Regions from separate parts of the Macaca mulatta genome. Here regions 2, 3, 4 and 5 are each linked to region 1. A link is a contact called in public Hi-C data. All regions are on one chromosome and are shown on one strand. Each heading gives the region's core, a stretch centred on a gene start, on an enhancer-like site or on the middle of the called end of the contact. The rest is flanking DNA. Distances are from core to core; before and after follow the strand shown.

What was found. Hi-C and Micro-C count contacts between places; a contact is called where the count stands out from the background.
Region 2: a contact with region 1 is called in a Hi-C map of fetal cortex germinal zone, with 10 times the contacts expected there. The contact joins two enhancer-like sites. A contact is called at or near these places in 4 of 14 Hi-C or Micro-C datasets (fetal cortex germinal zone, fetal cortical plate, fibroblasts and 1 more).
Region 3: a contact with region 1 is called in a Hi-C map of fetal cortex germinal zone, with 9 times the contacts expected there. The contact joins two enhancer-like sites. A contact is called at or near these places in 2 of 14 Hi-C or Micro-C datasets (fetal cortex germinal zone and fetal cortical plate).
Region 4: a contact with region 1 is called in a Hi-C map of fetal cortex germinal zone, with 3 times the contacts expected there. The contact joins two enhancer-like sites. A contact is called at or near these places in 2 of 14 Hi-C or Micro-C datasets (fetal cortex germinal zone and fetal cortical plate).
Region 5: a Hi-C map of fetal cortex germinal zone shows a contact between it and region 1, with 8 times the contacts expected there. The contact joins two enhancer-like sites. A contact is called at or near these places in 2 of 14 Hi-C or Micro-C datasets (fetal cortex germinal zone and fetal cortical plate).

What each region holds. Positions count from the first base shown.
Region 1 is chr6:94,198,716-94,201,463 of T2T-MMU8v2.0, reverse strand. No RefSeq gene overlaps it. Among named protein-coding and RNA genes, the nearest start is that of CCNH, 410 kb to the right of the region's middle. Within about 2 kb of position 1,428, at least 11 of the 40 cell types and tissues checked have an H3K27ac peak or open chromatin away from gene starts, as enhancers often do. A contact at or near this core is called in fetal cortex germinal zone and fetal cortical plate, where this site is marked.
Region 2 is chr6:95,108,860-95,111,607 of T2T-MMU8v2.0, reverse strand. No RefSeq gene overlaps it. Among named protein-coding and RNA genes, the nearest start is that of MIR9-2, 17 kb to the right of the region's middle. Within about 2 kb of position 1,352, at least 12 of the 40 cell types and tissues checked have an H3K27ac peak or open chromatin away from gene starts, as enhancers often do. A contact at or near this core is called in fetal cortex germinal zone and fetal cortical plate, where this site is marked.
Region 3 is chr6:94,978,104-94,980,851 of T2T-MMU8v2.0, reverse strand. No RefSeq gene overlaps it. Among named protein-coding and RNA genes, the nearest start is that of MIR9-2, 110 kb to the left of the region's middle. Within about 2 kb of position 1,436, at least 12 of the 40 cell types and tissues checked have an H3K27ac peak or open chromatin away from gene starts, as enhancers often do. A contact at or near this core is called in fetal cortex germinal zone and fetal cortical plate, where this site is marked.
Region 4 is chr6:94,903,996-94,906,743 of T2T-MMU8v2.0, reverse strand. No RefSeq gene overlaps it. Among named protein-coding and RNA genes, the nearest start is that of MIR9-2, 190 kb to the left of the region's middle. Within about 2 kb of position 1,388, at least 5 of the 40 cell types and tissues checked have an H3K27ac peak or open chromatin away from gene starts, as enhancers often do. A contact at or near this core is called in fetal cortex germinal zone, where this site is marked.
Region 5 is chr6:94,818,684-94,821,431 of T2T-MMU8v2.0, reverse strand. The region is part of intron 1 of LOC106998839 (a long non-coding RNA gene); the gene reads right to left. Among named protein-coding and RNA genes, the nearest start is that of TMEM161B, 130 kb to the right of the region's middle. Within about 2 kb of position 1,436, at least 14 of the 40 cell types and tissues checked have an H3K27ac peak or open chromatin away from gene starts, as enhancers often do. A contact at or near this core is called in fetal cortex germinal zone, where this site is marked.

The DNA of each region.
Region 1 (2,748 bases), core at 179-2,678:
AAAGAGTTCACCAAGATGAATTTTATAAGTATCTGTTTCTGTTTTGTATAAGCCTTGATTCCTATATTCTTGCAAGACAATTATGGTTTCTAGAGATTGTTTAAAAAGTCATTTTCAGTGGAAATCCTGCTGTTTCTACATATAATTCTTTCTCTTGAACTAGAAATTATTTATCCTTAATATTAAACTAATAACTTTAGTATCTGGCCCTTTTAACTATTATTGTTTTCAATAGAAACAACCCTAACTTACTTTTTCTTTCTTTCTTTCTTTTTTTTTTTTTTTTTTTTTTTTTGCCATGTAACTACCATTTCTGGCCAAAAAAAAAAAAAAAAAGAAAAAAAAAAGTTGTTTTTACACCTGAATCTTTTTTCTCTCTTTTTCATCCTTTCCTCCCTCTTTTTCTTTCTTTCTTCCTTCTTCTCCTTTCCTTCCTTTTCCTTTCTTTTTTGTCTTCTTTTATTTTTGGAGGATAACGTTATTGAATCAAGTAGCTGTTTAGAAGGTGGAGCGAATGTTACTACCTGTAGTCAACTGGCAAGAAAAATGAAAACCTTTATCACATGAGAAGTATTTAAAGTAAACAGATTTACTCAGAGGAAGGCCTGAAAAAACATGGAGTAGAAGTTACAGTCTGGCACATAAACTTAAATCTTGTTTGGGAATTTTTTGGTGGAGTGTCTTTCTAAAATGCAGTCTGCTGATTTATTTATTTATTTTTTTAAAAAGGCTGACAGTTAATTAGCACAGAGTCTTATTACAGAAGTCTCCTCTAAAGCAGACATATTCAAGTTATACTGAGGCGATTGTCATAAAGGGGTTGTTTGCTGTGGCGCTCACAGATGGCAGAAAAGACAGCCCAGGAACGCAAACAGCCTGATAATCAAGATAGCTTTAAAATATGGGTGAGTGTTCAACTCTGATGCTGGCAGCAGTCTCTTTTCAAATATCTTGGGTTTTATGTCCAAGTGGTTTACTTTAAAGCAACGTTGTCATCAAAGGGGTCCCAGAGTCAAGAATAATCATGATAATTACCCAGAATTGCACCCCCCCAATAATCATAATAATAATCCTGAATCTTAACCAAGTATAATACTGTTTGTGCAATACACTGCTACATTCAAAAAGATGAAGTGCTAGACAACTACGATTTATTCTTAACTGACAAAGTAGCTATAATTGTATGACTTTCTAGGATAATGGTTTAAACAAAAGTAAATAGTAAAAAAAAAAAAGGTCCCCCACCCCGCCCCCCCAAAAAAGATTGGAAAGCTTAGCTGTTTTTAGTACCCATTGATGAAAGCAGTGTTCTCTGATCCATGCTGCTATTGTTGGTTTTAGTTTAGCTCCCTCTCAATCAATATCTAACAGGGCATGATTTAATAAGGTTTTATAATCTCCAAAAATGGTTGGGGGAGGGTGGTTGTGGTATTGTCATTCATCAAAGGGGGCCTTTCAGGTTTCTTTGCTTTCACCTGCTGGGACCCATTTGGTCTCTTTCAAAGAGAATGCAATGACAAAATGAATGAGAAATGCTAGAATAAGAGTCCCTTATTCTACCCAATAGTATAATCAATGGGTACTTGTAATCCCTATTGTACCTCACAGAGGTAGTTGTAAGACAATTAAATCTTGCTTCTCAGGCAAATGATTTTGGTAGTTAACCTGAAACAGCCAACAATATTGAAGAGAATGAATGCATTTGAAGCAATGATGTAATGGGATACTGCTTGGCCAGAAAAGCAGGCATGTGTATTGATGTGCATATCTATATGTGTATGTTTATTTCAACACTCTATGTCCACAGTTTTCATGATTCATAGGTCCTTAGATATTATGTGGGTAAGTGGCAAGGATTTAAAAAAAATTCATAATCTGCCCTTTTAATTTATATTTTAAAAGAACACAAAAATATTCTTATTTTTGCAGCATTATATACTCTAAACTGTAGTTTCATAAACAGAAAACATTTACATAGTTAACATCAGTTTGATGTGACAACCAATTTAGTTTTAATTTCATTTGCATCAGCTAAATTCAATTTCTCTTTCCCTCCTTACTGAATTGCTTGAATGTCAAAAGGAAGCTTGTAGTCTTTCGAAGAGATACTCATTTCAGCCTGCATTATTTGTTCACCTTCAGTTGTGTGGACTTCCTATTTTATTTTAAGTATAGTCTATCAGGATTCTCATGGTTTATCCTTTATAAGAAGGAATACAAATGTGCCAAGTGACAAAATTGCATAGCGCACACAAATTCTAAAAGATTTGTGAAAAAAAGTATACATTTGTTAGGAAGTCTTCTACTTACTGATAAATATTAAATACAAAATAAATGGAGCAAAGAGATTGCTATGAGAAACAACATAAACATGCATTTTAGTTCAGAATAATTTAAAATTTTAATTAATAATTTAAAAATTAAAGGGCTCTGCCTTTAGTATAATTTAAATATACTTTTAATTTCTCGTGTCTCATTTATGTTGAAAATATCCATATTCCTTTGCCAAAATTCTCTAAGAAGCCTCAATTAGTTATTATTTATATTTAGTTCAAGCTTTATTCCTGAGGTACAAATTCTACATTTAATTACACACACAAACATGTAATAAACATACTTTTATCGCTGGAGGTACACATTTTCTTCTCCACCTAAGGGGGTTCTAATAAAAAGCTATCGATTTGGGAGATCTGTACTCCAAAAATGTATTGACCCAGACATACAGATATCACAGATGTGTGCTGTGCA
Region 2 (2,748 bases), core at 103-2,602, 910 kb before region 1:
TGAAGGGGGTCCCGCGGCGCTAGCTTTTGTACGGCCCCGCCTTGGCCAGCCGCTAGCTGACGCACAGGCTCCCCCGGGACGCTGGGGGCGTCGCACCGCAGCTGGGTGGGGAGCAATTTATTCCTCGCCGTCCCATCCCAGCCCATCTTTGGTTACTCCACCCTACCCCTCCCATCCCTCCTCCTCCTCCTCCTTCTCCTCCTCCTCCTCTTCCTCCTCCTTCTCTACCAACGCCCGCTCTACCTTCTGATTCTCCACCTCTTCTTCATCCTCCATCCCCCTTTTACTTCTCTCTTCCCCTCTCTCCTCCCTCCCGCCTCCTTTCTCCCTCTCCCCCTCCCTCTCTCCTCTGAATAAGCAAGCTTTTGCCTCTAAAAGTCACAAGTAATCCTCGTGTGTGACAGAAAGAGAGAGAGAGAGAGAGAGAGAGAGAGAGAGAGAAACGAGCTGGCCGAGAGGAGCAGAAGGCAGGAGGGGAAATCTGGCACAACGGCTGGGAGAGGAAACTTGATGCTTCTGGGCCACCATTTGCCAGGGCCTCGCTCAAGGTAAGTACACTGGGGGCCCGCGGAGTCTGTACCTGTCAGGGTCCAGCCCCCGCCCATAGCCGAGAGATGGGCACCTTTACCTGGGCTATTCAAATAATGATCAAAATGGTACGGGGATGGGGTGCGGGTTGAGGTAGTGCTCCAGCCGGAGGGCCCGGGGCCCAGAGGATGATGTGCGCCTGCAAGCTTGGACCCCGGGCTCTTGCCCCTGGGCACTTTGTGCCTCCTGCCGAGGTTCCGAGCAACTGCGGGGGCTCCAACTATCGAATTTCCCTTCCTAAGTCACCCGTTCGACAGCTCCCTCCTTTACACACCCGCGTGCAAATGAGCCGCTGCTCTGTCATGAAGTGAGAATATGAGCCTCCCTCAAACCCTAGAAAAGGAAAGTTTGGTAAGGCGGGGGCTGCGCAGACCTGCTGTTCTCTGGAACCTAAACCGGGAACCCTAGACTTGCGCAGAAAATTAATAGTTTTCCATTTTTCTTTTTAAAAAATTACCTTGAACGAAAAATTGTGTGTATTCAAAAAAAGTATTGGATTACCATGTCTGATCAGCTGCTGATGACCTACCAATAAGCGTTTTAGACACACACGCACATTCACGCGTGCGCGCGCGCGCACACACACACACACCCCAGGGGCTATGTGCAGTGAGGAAGGCCGTCATAAGTAACCAAGAATTCAGAGGGAGTCGCGAGGGTTTTTAAGTGTGTAAAGGCTGTGTACGTGTCCTCCTTGTTACAGAGAGCAGAGGGAGGGGGCAGAGGGAGTGCGCGTCGGCTCGGCGTTTTCGCTGTGCCTGTGTGTTTCGCGTGTTGTCAGCTGGCTCTGGTTTCTAAGCGCTGAGTGCTGCCAGGGGCGGGGGCCAGCATCCACCATCCACCTCGGCACCCTAGTGGTGAAACAGGACTCATTTGTTTGGTGCAGAGCGGTGACGACCTAGAAGAGACTGGAGTGTGGTTAGGTCGGCCCCCTGCCATCCATTACACCTGCGGCAGATGGCTCAAGTGGTAGAATGGTTTTGTTTGCCGAGATCAAGAAAGGAGGAGGGGGAAGCTAGAGGCTCGCCCCACTCAAAATAAGTACCATAAAGAGCCAAAGAAATGAAAGAAGCCATATTCGAAGGAAGCAATAATGTTGCTGCCTTCCAGGAGTGAACCTGGACACGTTAGTGACTTTTGCACCTGGCCCGAATTGATAACGACTGAATTTTAGAAACAACATTTTTCAAATGTATTTTTAATAAAGTGCCCACTCCTCCCTACACGCACGCACACACACACACACACACCCCACACACACACCTATCTCCAGCCAGATGCACACAGGTGTTCTTGGAGCTCTACACCCTGAAGCCAAACGTCAGTAAGATCCTGCGGATTTCCAGATGAGGGAAGCCTCTTCTCTCCCCCCACTTTATTCAGTCGGCCTGCTAGCTTCCACACACAAGTCCCCTCTCTCCAGACAACCACCTGGCTGGAATTTAGCTAGGTTTCAAATGTATCCATCTCATTTTCACATGCAATAATGTGCCTTTCTGATCAGTCTTCACATCCTTGCATCCATTCCTTCCTCCCTGCTACTCAAGAAGCAAGAAAGGAGGACACACACCCTCCCAGGCAGTCCAGAGGAAAGGCAGGCGTGACAAAGAACACCGACACAGTCTAATGACAATTTAGCCTGTCTTCTATTCCTTAATTTTCTTGTTAAATAAGAGAAACGAAAAGAAAAATATAATGAAGGAGACCTAAACAGAAAGCCTTGTAAGCCTTGTCTCCTCCCTTACTTCACAGTCATCACGATAACACCCATACACAAATTACATGTATGAATATGCTTATTCACATTTCGTGTGAAATAAAAAATTATTTTGCTGGCCTAATTTTCTGTTCTAAACAGTAAACATTCCTTCTACTAGAGTTTAATACACTAATGCTTTGGGGGTGACTACTATGCAGAGAAATTCCACAATTTTTGAAACATAAATTCTATTTTTCTATCTTCTTTAATGTCAAATCAACATTTTTTTAGTTAGTAAAACCGAAGAATATCAAACAATGAGAGTCCTTTCTAGCTAAGATTTTGGAGTCACAAATAAAGCTACATCCTAAAAAGCCAAAAGGAAAGGGGGGAAAAAATCAACCCTTGCATTTATCAAGGTGCTTTCAATACCCAAAGACACCTCTGAACTGAGTTTGCTT
Region 3 (2,748 bases), core at 187-2,686, 780 kb before region 1:
AATCAAATTGTGAGGCTCTTTATATCTTCAATGTAATTAGGATTGTACAGTATTCATGACAAACATACTGAATAAGGAAGATGATTCCTACTTGGTAATCATTGTAAATATGAAATTGTCAAGCTAGTCCTAATTAGTCACTGAGATAAAGATTATATGCAAGTCTCTAAGAGGTGCTACAGACTAAGAACAAAATTCAAAAATACCACAATTAGATTATTGTTTCAAATGCTTATGCTTAATAAAGTTGGTGGACCATGTTTGCCAAATAATTTTGTCAGGCAAGCAGTCATAGTTTAAAAGTAATTAAGCAATTCATCCTCATCATAAAATGGCACATGCAAATGTCCGTGCTTTTGTTGGTTTGGAAATGTGTAAGATGCTCAATAAAAAGTACTGCCTAAGAAAAAATTCAGTATTTGATACTTTTTAAGCTTCAACAGGTAGAGAATCATTTTTAAACTTGCCTTTAAAAAACATTCTAGTGAAGCATTTGATTGTTTAACATTTTTATTATTCAAGTTCTTACCATTTCACACTACTCCCTGGAGAGGGGCCAAGAAAATATTAAAAATACTATAGAAATATAAAGGATAAGATATTTGTCACACTCGTTTAAATTGATGTATGCTGCTGTCCTATAAACGTCACATCGGATAACCCTGAAAAATTACCATGAATCTCCATAATTACGCATATTCATGATGGTGTTTTGCATAGTGCTAACAGCAGACTGCATGTGGGGTGGGACGTGAAGGGGGGTGGAAGGATGTGACAGATTAAAATTATTACCAGTATCATTGAAATAGACATAGCAACAGTTCCATTTTGTTAGGTCTTAGAAAACAAAAGCATATCATAAAATCTCATAGTAATTAAATAACTAGAAATTTTTCTCCTACATATTTTACTATAAAAAGTTAACAGCAAAAAACTGACTAGAAATATTATTGTTACTTGAAATGTGCTTGCATTTATCATAGACTCCTAGGTACAGGGACACATCAACTGAAAGGAGACAGTGCTTTTTAACTTTTTTGATGGAGAGAGGGGAGAAGTGAGGGTGATGGTGAATTTTCAAGCCTTCCAAAGTACACCTGTGCTACTCATATGGTTAGCAAGCTCCTGATGAGCTGAGTGCAAATCACGTAGGTACATTTCTTCTAGTAAATATAAGGACTGAGTCATATTCAGTAAACTGTTAAAAGGCTCTAAGAGATAGAAAAGTTGTCTGGTGTCTATCTCAATAGGTTTTTTGTGCTGAGGCAGAGAGCAGAGTTAATCAGGGACTCTAGAAGTAATTATCGACAGAGTTTGGGTAATACAAATGCTTGGGTAAACAGCGATTGTTCTTTCCACAAGATTGTGAGTAGAAACAACAATACTGGTATTGTCCTCCACTTCTCATTAAGGGGACTTGGGGAGGGAGCGCTGCACTGCGAGGCGGATGGGAAACTGACAGGCAAACTGTGCTGGGAACGACTCTCTCCTGATCCCACTACCACAAGCTCTGGCTTTTGGCATCAGGAGTGCCAGCTGCATCGGGAGAAGCCAAGCCTGTCATACCATCTTCACATCAAATCTTCAGGGTACAAGAGCTAGAGCATAGTTAGAGCTTAATGAAGAAACAAATACAAAAGGGAAGATTAGACCTCGTTAACACTTGCATTCATTTGTTCTTACAGAAACTGCACTGGAAGGGTTGTTTTATAGAACTCATTCTTTTTCCTCTTAAGCAGAAAAGTTACATTGAGGATGCATTTTTATATATTGTAAATACACAGGGAAAAAAAATCTTTCAGTTCCCCTGTAACTATCAGCCAGCAAATTGTTTTGTCAAAAATGCCATTTGAAACAGTGATGTCTATGACAACTGTCAAAATTGGTAAATAAATACTTTTCTCTTTTTTATATTAATAATATTGTACTCATCGCCACATAAAGCTTTTCCTTGCATACTTAAGTGGTACCATTGCTTTCTTTCGAAAAATTGGGATGTGAAACTTTGTCTATTGTTATGGGATAACAATCTCTTCTTTGGGATGAAACATTTATGTTTCATGGTATCACATTACTTTTATCTTCAAATTAATTGCATTTGCAAAAAAGGAACCATATTTTTGAAGTTCACTATAAACTATCCAGAAAGTTTGACAGCAGAATGCTACAATTATTTTTTATTGTTGTAAGCAATCAGTCAACTGTACAAAGGTGTATTGTGTACAGCTGCAATGTAAAACCTATTTTTGTTTATGCTATCTGTCAACCGCTTAATATGCTAAGGTGCATTCTAAATGATATTATTCCAAAGGAAACAAGAACACTTTAATGGCATAATGTACTTTCTATTCTATACTTTGCATATGTAGGGCCTACCCAAGAAAGGTTCATAATGTACCTGTGGCTCTTAAACTTTAGCTCTATGTTGAAAGAAGACAGGCTAATTATTTGTAGGCTATGAAGAGAGGAATGTACAACACCTGTAGTGTGATTGAAATATTTGATTTTTACAAATTCTCACTCAGTTTAGAGGTAAGCTCAATGAGGAGATCCTTGCCTATGCTGCAATACATGGGAATATGGACAGCTAGGTTTTATTTCAGATAGAAACTTTCCAGAAATTTCTTCCTGTAGACATATGAAAAGATATATACCCAAGCATAATGTGGCCTGATTACTAAATGTAATACTTTTTTAATGAGAAAGGCACTGAAAACAAAGTATACTACAGAAGTAGCTGAAAGCCAA
Region 4 (2,748 bases), core at 139-2,638, 710 kb before region 1:
CATGTTTACTTATTTATTTTGTGTGCTTCCCCATCCAAGCAAGCAATTCAAGTATATGTAACCATCAGAGGGGACCAAATATAAACAAAAAAAAAAGGTCATATGTAAAGCTCAGACAAAAGATTTAGGTACAATAAGATGAATTTAAGAAGTAGCTATAAGAATCATTAGCTTTATTTCTAGGTATTCTAATTTTTGTCCCTAAAAGTATTGCAACTCAAGAATAGATAAGCCCATCTTGTTAAATTGATGAGAAATAAATCAGAAATGTTTCTTTTGATTTATAACTGTCATCAATGCATGCATGTTCATGGGTACATTATTTTAAAAATATTTCTTTAAGGACTGGTTAATTCTCTCTCATACTTCAGTCCCCTCCCCCACCCTCATCTTTGCATTAATTTGTCTACCCTAGCAATAAGTGTACGCTTTAATCATATATATTTAACCTACTCAGCCTTTCTAAAAGGACGTATTTATGTCTTAGAAAACCAAAGTGATTTCACTTTGTTCTGACAGAACAACGTACATTTCATTCAAGTGTCTTTTTTTAGGTGATACTCTTAGCAAGGGATTTTATTTACTGAATGACACTTCTGCTAACCTGGAAAGGAAGATATCCATTCTTCAAATACTGTCATTACCAAGCTTTAAAAAGACTTGATTGTACCATGTTAGGGAAACAGTGTCAGATTTTCCATCAAACTTTCTCCCACTGTAATAACTGAGCATAAAAATGAACTTCGAGTGATGAAATGACTACAATGCAAATTAATGCAATCAAGTCATTAGTAACAACTCTGTCCATATCTGTTAAATATTTTCAAACTATTCTAAAAAAACACACCCAGAAGGCAAACTAACAGTGAATAGAAACAAAATGGTCAGCAGCGTGTGTCGCATGTTATTTGAATGGAAAGTAATTTATCGCGTCTGAAATAAAAGCTGTTTATTCTTGTGTTTCACTGTCTGTAACAATCTTTACCATTTATCTGTGAAAAAGTGAGAAACTGTACCGCTATTAGCATATGAATACTTGACACATCAAATTGGCTGTACAATAACAGAAGGACATTTGCTATTGGTGTATGCACACAGACAAAGCAGCCATTTTGAAAAAAATTGAAATGGTGTGGGTGGTTTAACCCTTTACTTATCTCGTAGGTTTCCCACTCCTGATTTTGACCGGAACAGTTTGGCAATTAGAATCAGAATATTTTTATAGCAAATAAAAGTAATCAGGGGCCATTATGCTCATGATAATTACATTGATACATTCACTCTACTAGAAAAATGGAAGCGGAATGACAATAAAAGAGTTTGTGTGAGTGTATGTATGTGTGTGTACATGCATGTGCGGGCTGGGGGAAGGGAGTAGAGGCCGGCAGTGTGTGGAGGGTGCAGCAATGAAACAATGCCTACGTACAGTTTTATTTCATGGCAACTACATAGTGGTCCTTGGGTCAGATGTGTGAAACTATTTCTCAAAGAAGCTGCATACATAATTGAGGCCCTCCGAAGGGTTCCCAGTTGAAGTTGCCAGGCTACATTCATTTCAAAAGCAAAGCCATTTGTTATCATATTTAAATTAACTCTCTGCACACTGAACTTGAATTTTAGAGTCCTGCTTACTTATAATTCTTAAAATAGTTGAGAAAGGGGAAAACATGTGTCTGGAAAAATGGAAATAAGGTAGTCCCCACAAGGGACAGCAGTGGTTCTCATGCAGGCCTGCAGTGAAACAGCCTTTTACAGATTAAATTTAGAAAGATCTATTTGGAAACACTAGAAACAAGTTTTTATTTTCTCATGCAATTTTTTGTATAGATCCAGATTTGTTGCAAAATCTTGTCATTTGTAATCTGTGTGTCAGCTCGGTTTTTACCCTTATCAGGGTACTTACCTCATTCCCTTTCCTTCTCCCCCAGATTATTCTTTGCCATGAGATTTAGAGTAAGATAATTTCTAAAGCTGCACAAAATTTAAACTATTTTAGTCTAATATGTCAGTTCAATCTTGGCTATAATAAAATACACTTTTTTTCCCTAATTCGTGAAACTTTATGCATCATTTTAAACAAAGTTTATGCAACTCACTAGATAAATGTTTTGATAATTTTGCAATTGCTGATACATTCATTCAAACAAACAAACCAACTCAGTGGAAATCAATACATGTAAACTGACTTGTGTTGGGACCTTCCTATAACTACACAGGGGAAAAACTTTCCAAATGAAAATATTATGCATGTTTTTTTTACAAGATGCACAGAGACATAATTGCGCATTATTTTGTCTGATAAAAGTGTTTAAAGTTTAAGCTATCTCCATTGTTAGAATTTTCTCCATTACATGCGTTGGTGAAATTAATCACGGGACAGACTTTCATTCCTGCTAAGTTTGATATATAGAACTAAATAGCCCATTCTGAATAATCCATGTATTTTTTTCTTCTCTTTTGAAATACAATTTTATAGGTTTTAATCACTATTCCCTCCTCATTATAAGACACTAATTTGTTATAATTAAGAAAACCTGTGTTCATTGTTGTAAGGAAAATTTAGCTTTTTAGACTGCAATGCATAGCAAAATTTCATATGAAGGCAATAGAAAAGAAGCAAAAAATAAAACAAAACAAAGCAAAAAAGTACAATGAATATAAAATACCATTAAAGCCGTGATGTTAAAAGTAATCTTCCACATACCTACTGAGTCTCTCATATAACATAAAGAACATCTTATTGTTGTC
Region 5 (2,748 bases), core at 187-2,686, 620 kb before region 1:
CAAATTGTGTATTTTTTCTTTCTTGTGCTTAAAGCCATAATTTTTTTACTCTAAACACCTTACGAAAGTTGAAATTGTGATATTTATATATGAACAACTTCATAGTTTTGGCTCTTTATAAAAGAAACCAGCCATACTTACCCACAAATTTATAATAACTATCAATTAATATTTTTAAAATACTTTGGTTTAAAACACTGAGAAAATGGAAATCACTACTTACAAAACCGAATAAACCAAAAGGGACACGATTAAAATGAATAATACACAGATTATTGGCAAAAATATTTATAATCTAAAAACTTCCACAATGTTGAAATTAAAACTGTCAGATTCCTTTTTTTTTTAAAAAAGGAAAATTCAGACTTTAGGATTACCATATAATATAACCACAGATACATTTATTTTATTTTCTGTTTTAACATGTCACCTCTGGGCATTGCTTAGATATTAAAATTGGGCAGTAAACCTATATTTTAATCTTTTTTTAATTCCAAAAAAAAAAAATTTGGGGAAAGAAGCTGGGCTGTTTGTTTTGTCTTGTTTTATTAAGTGTAAATCTATGTTTGTACTTCTGATTTGGGAGGTTTAATAATCTTTTCCTTGATGCTGTAAATAGAAATTGGTCTCCCACCTCCCAGCAGTTTTGAGATTCTAGATTAGGAACCCAAGTGAGTGAAGAAATCTCCCAACCCCCATCAGGGACTACTCTAACTAAAGAAAAATCAAAGAAAATACTTCAGGCACTACATCCTGCCTTTATCCAACTTCAGGAGGCTGAGAGACAAACACACCAACCAAAACGGGGCACAAGCGAGAAATGGCTGTTCCAGAAAGAAGCAACACACAGTCTCAACTCGCACAAAGACAGAGCACCAATTACACAGAAAACCACAACCAAAGCAATCCAGAAACACTCAGATATGCTTTGGAGATGCCTTAAAATGCTCACGTGGAAAAGAAAGAGAAAATAAGTTTAAGAGATTGTATCCTTTTATTTTTAATTTTTAAAAATGTAATTAGTGACTTCATACTTTTCCTTTCTTTGTATAAAATTGCTATTCTGATGTGCACATGGGTGCTAGAAACAGTCATTAAAAAGATAATATTTGAGCATAGTGCCTGCCGGAAGCTGGGTATTTTGCTTGTGATTGTTTTTTTATTCGCTTTTATTTTACTTTTTTAGAATACATACATGGTATAAAGTGAAAGAAAGGCATACTGTAGGCCTCTGTGAGATGAGACAGCGTAGCAAAATCTGAGTTTTATACTTAGTTTTCAAACTATTGAATAATATCCTATGAGACCTCTTAGGTCTTAACTGGATTAAAATGAATATATTTGTGCTCCGGCTCTTTTCAGCTAACTAATGTACATGTGAATTGATAGTGTACGAGGGAGCAGGCGAGAGCAAGTGTATATGACACTGGGAGTGGATGCAGGGGCCAGGCCGAGTGTGACTGTGTGAAGGAGCGTGCAGGACGGTGTGGGCTGTCTGGACAGAGTGAGAGAAATGAAAATTAGCAGGCCTTGGGGTCTGGTGCGTTTTGTCCAGAACCACAAGAGAAGCTTAGTTGGGAGATGAGGGGGGAGGGGAAGGGTGTTGGTGAAGGGAGGGTGGAGAAGGAGGTGTGGCGTGTGTGTGTGTGTGTGTGTGTGTGTGTGTGACTCTGAGGTTTCAGTTATGGTTGAGCCTTGGGTTTTTGTTTTGGCGGTTCCCAGCATAAATAGGCTGGAGTTTCAGGTTCAGGGTGGAGTGCATGCCAGGGGATCGGATCGTCGTTCTGAGTTTCTCTTTCTGGCCCTTCTCTATGGTTGCTGCTCAGAACATTGCGGCTGTGAAGGATTGGGGGGAGAAGCAAGGGATGGGGGTCTGTCTGCAGCTGCCCCTCTCACAGTTGAATAAAAGAACTTTTTTTTTCAGGGGTAGGGAAGCTGTGAATACCTTTCCCAATAAGATGAGGCATATTGAAAACTATATTAAATTACCCTGATTAACAATTTAGCCACGAACAGGGGAGCTTTGGGAGATCTCTATAGGCAGGACTGGGGGCTATTCATGCCAGCAGCTAAGAGGTCGAAAGGTTTCTGAAGTTCACAGGCTCAGAGCCTTTGTTATGCTAACAGACAATCTCAAATCAGCTGCCTAGTGGAGTGTGAAATATAAATGATTCCTTGAGAACTTCCAATAAGTTGTCACTCTTGCTCTCCAAATACCAGGACAGGCTGCTAATTTCTAGCGGGCCCTTTTGCAACATTGCTAGCCCTAAATGAATGCCTTTGTAGTTCAAATAATCTTTTCAAGGGAGCTGTCCTATCATCATAGCCCAAATGCATCTTGGTTTTGACTATTAAATGAAAATCAGGGCTCAACTGTGCTTGACTTTTCCAAGCGCCCGATGTTTGGGAAGGATGGTGGCAGCTCTCATGCACAACAAGTTAGCACCCACTGCAGGAGGCCAGGGCATTAATAACAGCCCACAGCCCCCAGCTACCCCAACTCTCACCCCCACTCCCTACTGGGAACAAAGCTCCAGGAGAGATTTACGTGGCTTCCCTTGGGCTGGACTACCTTCCTCTTTCAACCACACCAACATTTCTTTAATTTATGGACCCTCTATCCAAGAGGATAGCCAGCTGACCTGCTAGCATCTGACTGGTCACTTCGAAGCATCAACTTTGGGGATGGATGTATTCATTCTTCAGGGCAGATGAGAGGTCAAGGGGAAGAGGGTAAGGTGTGCGTCC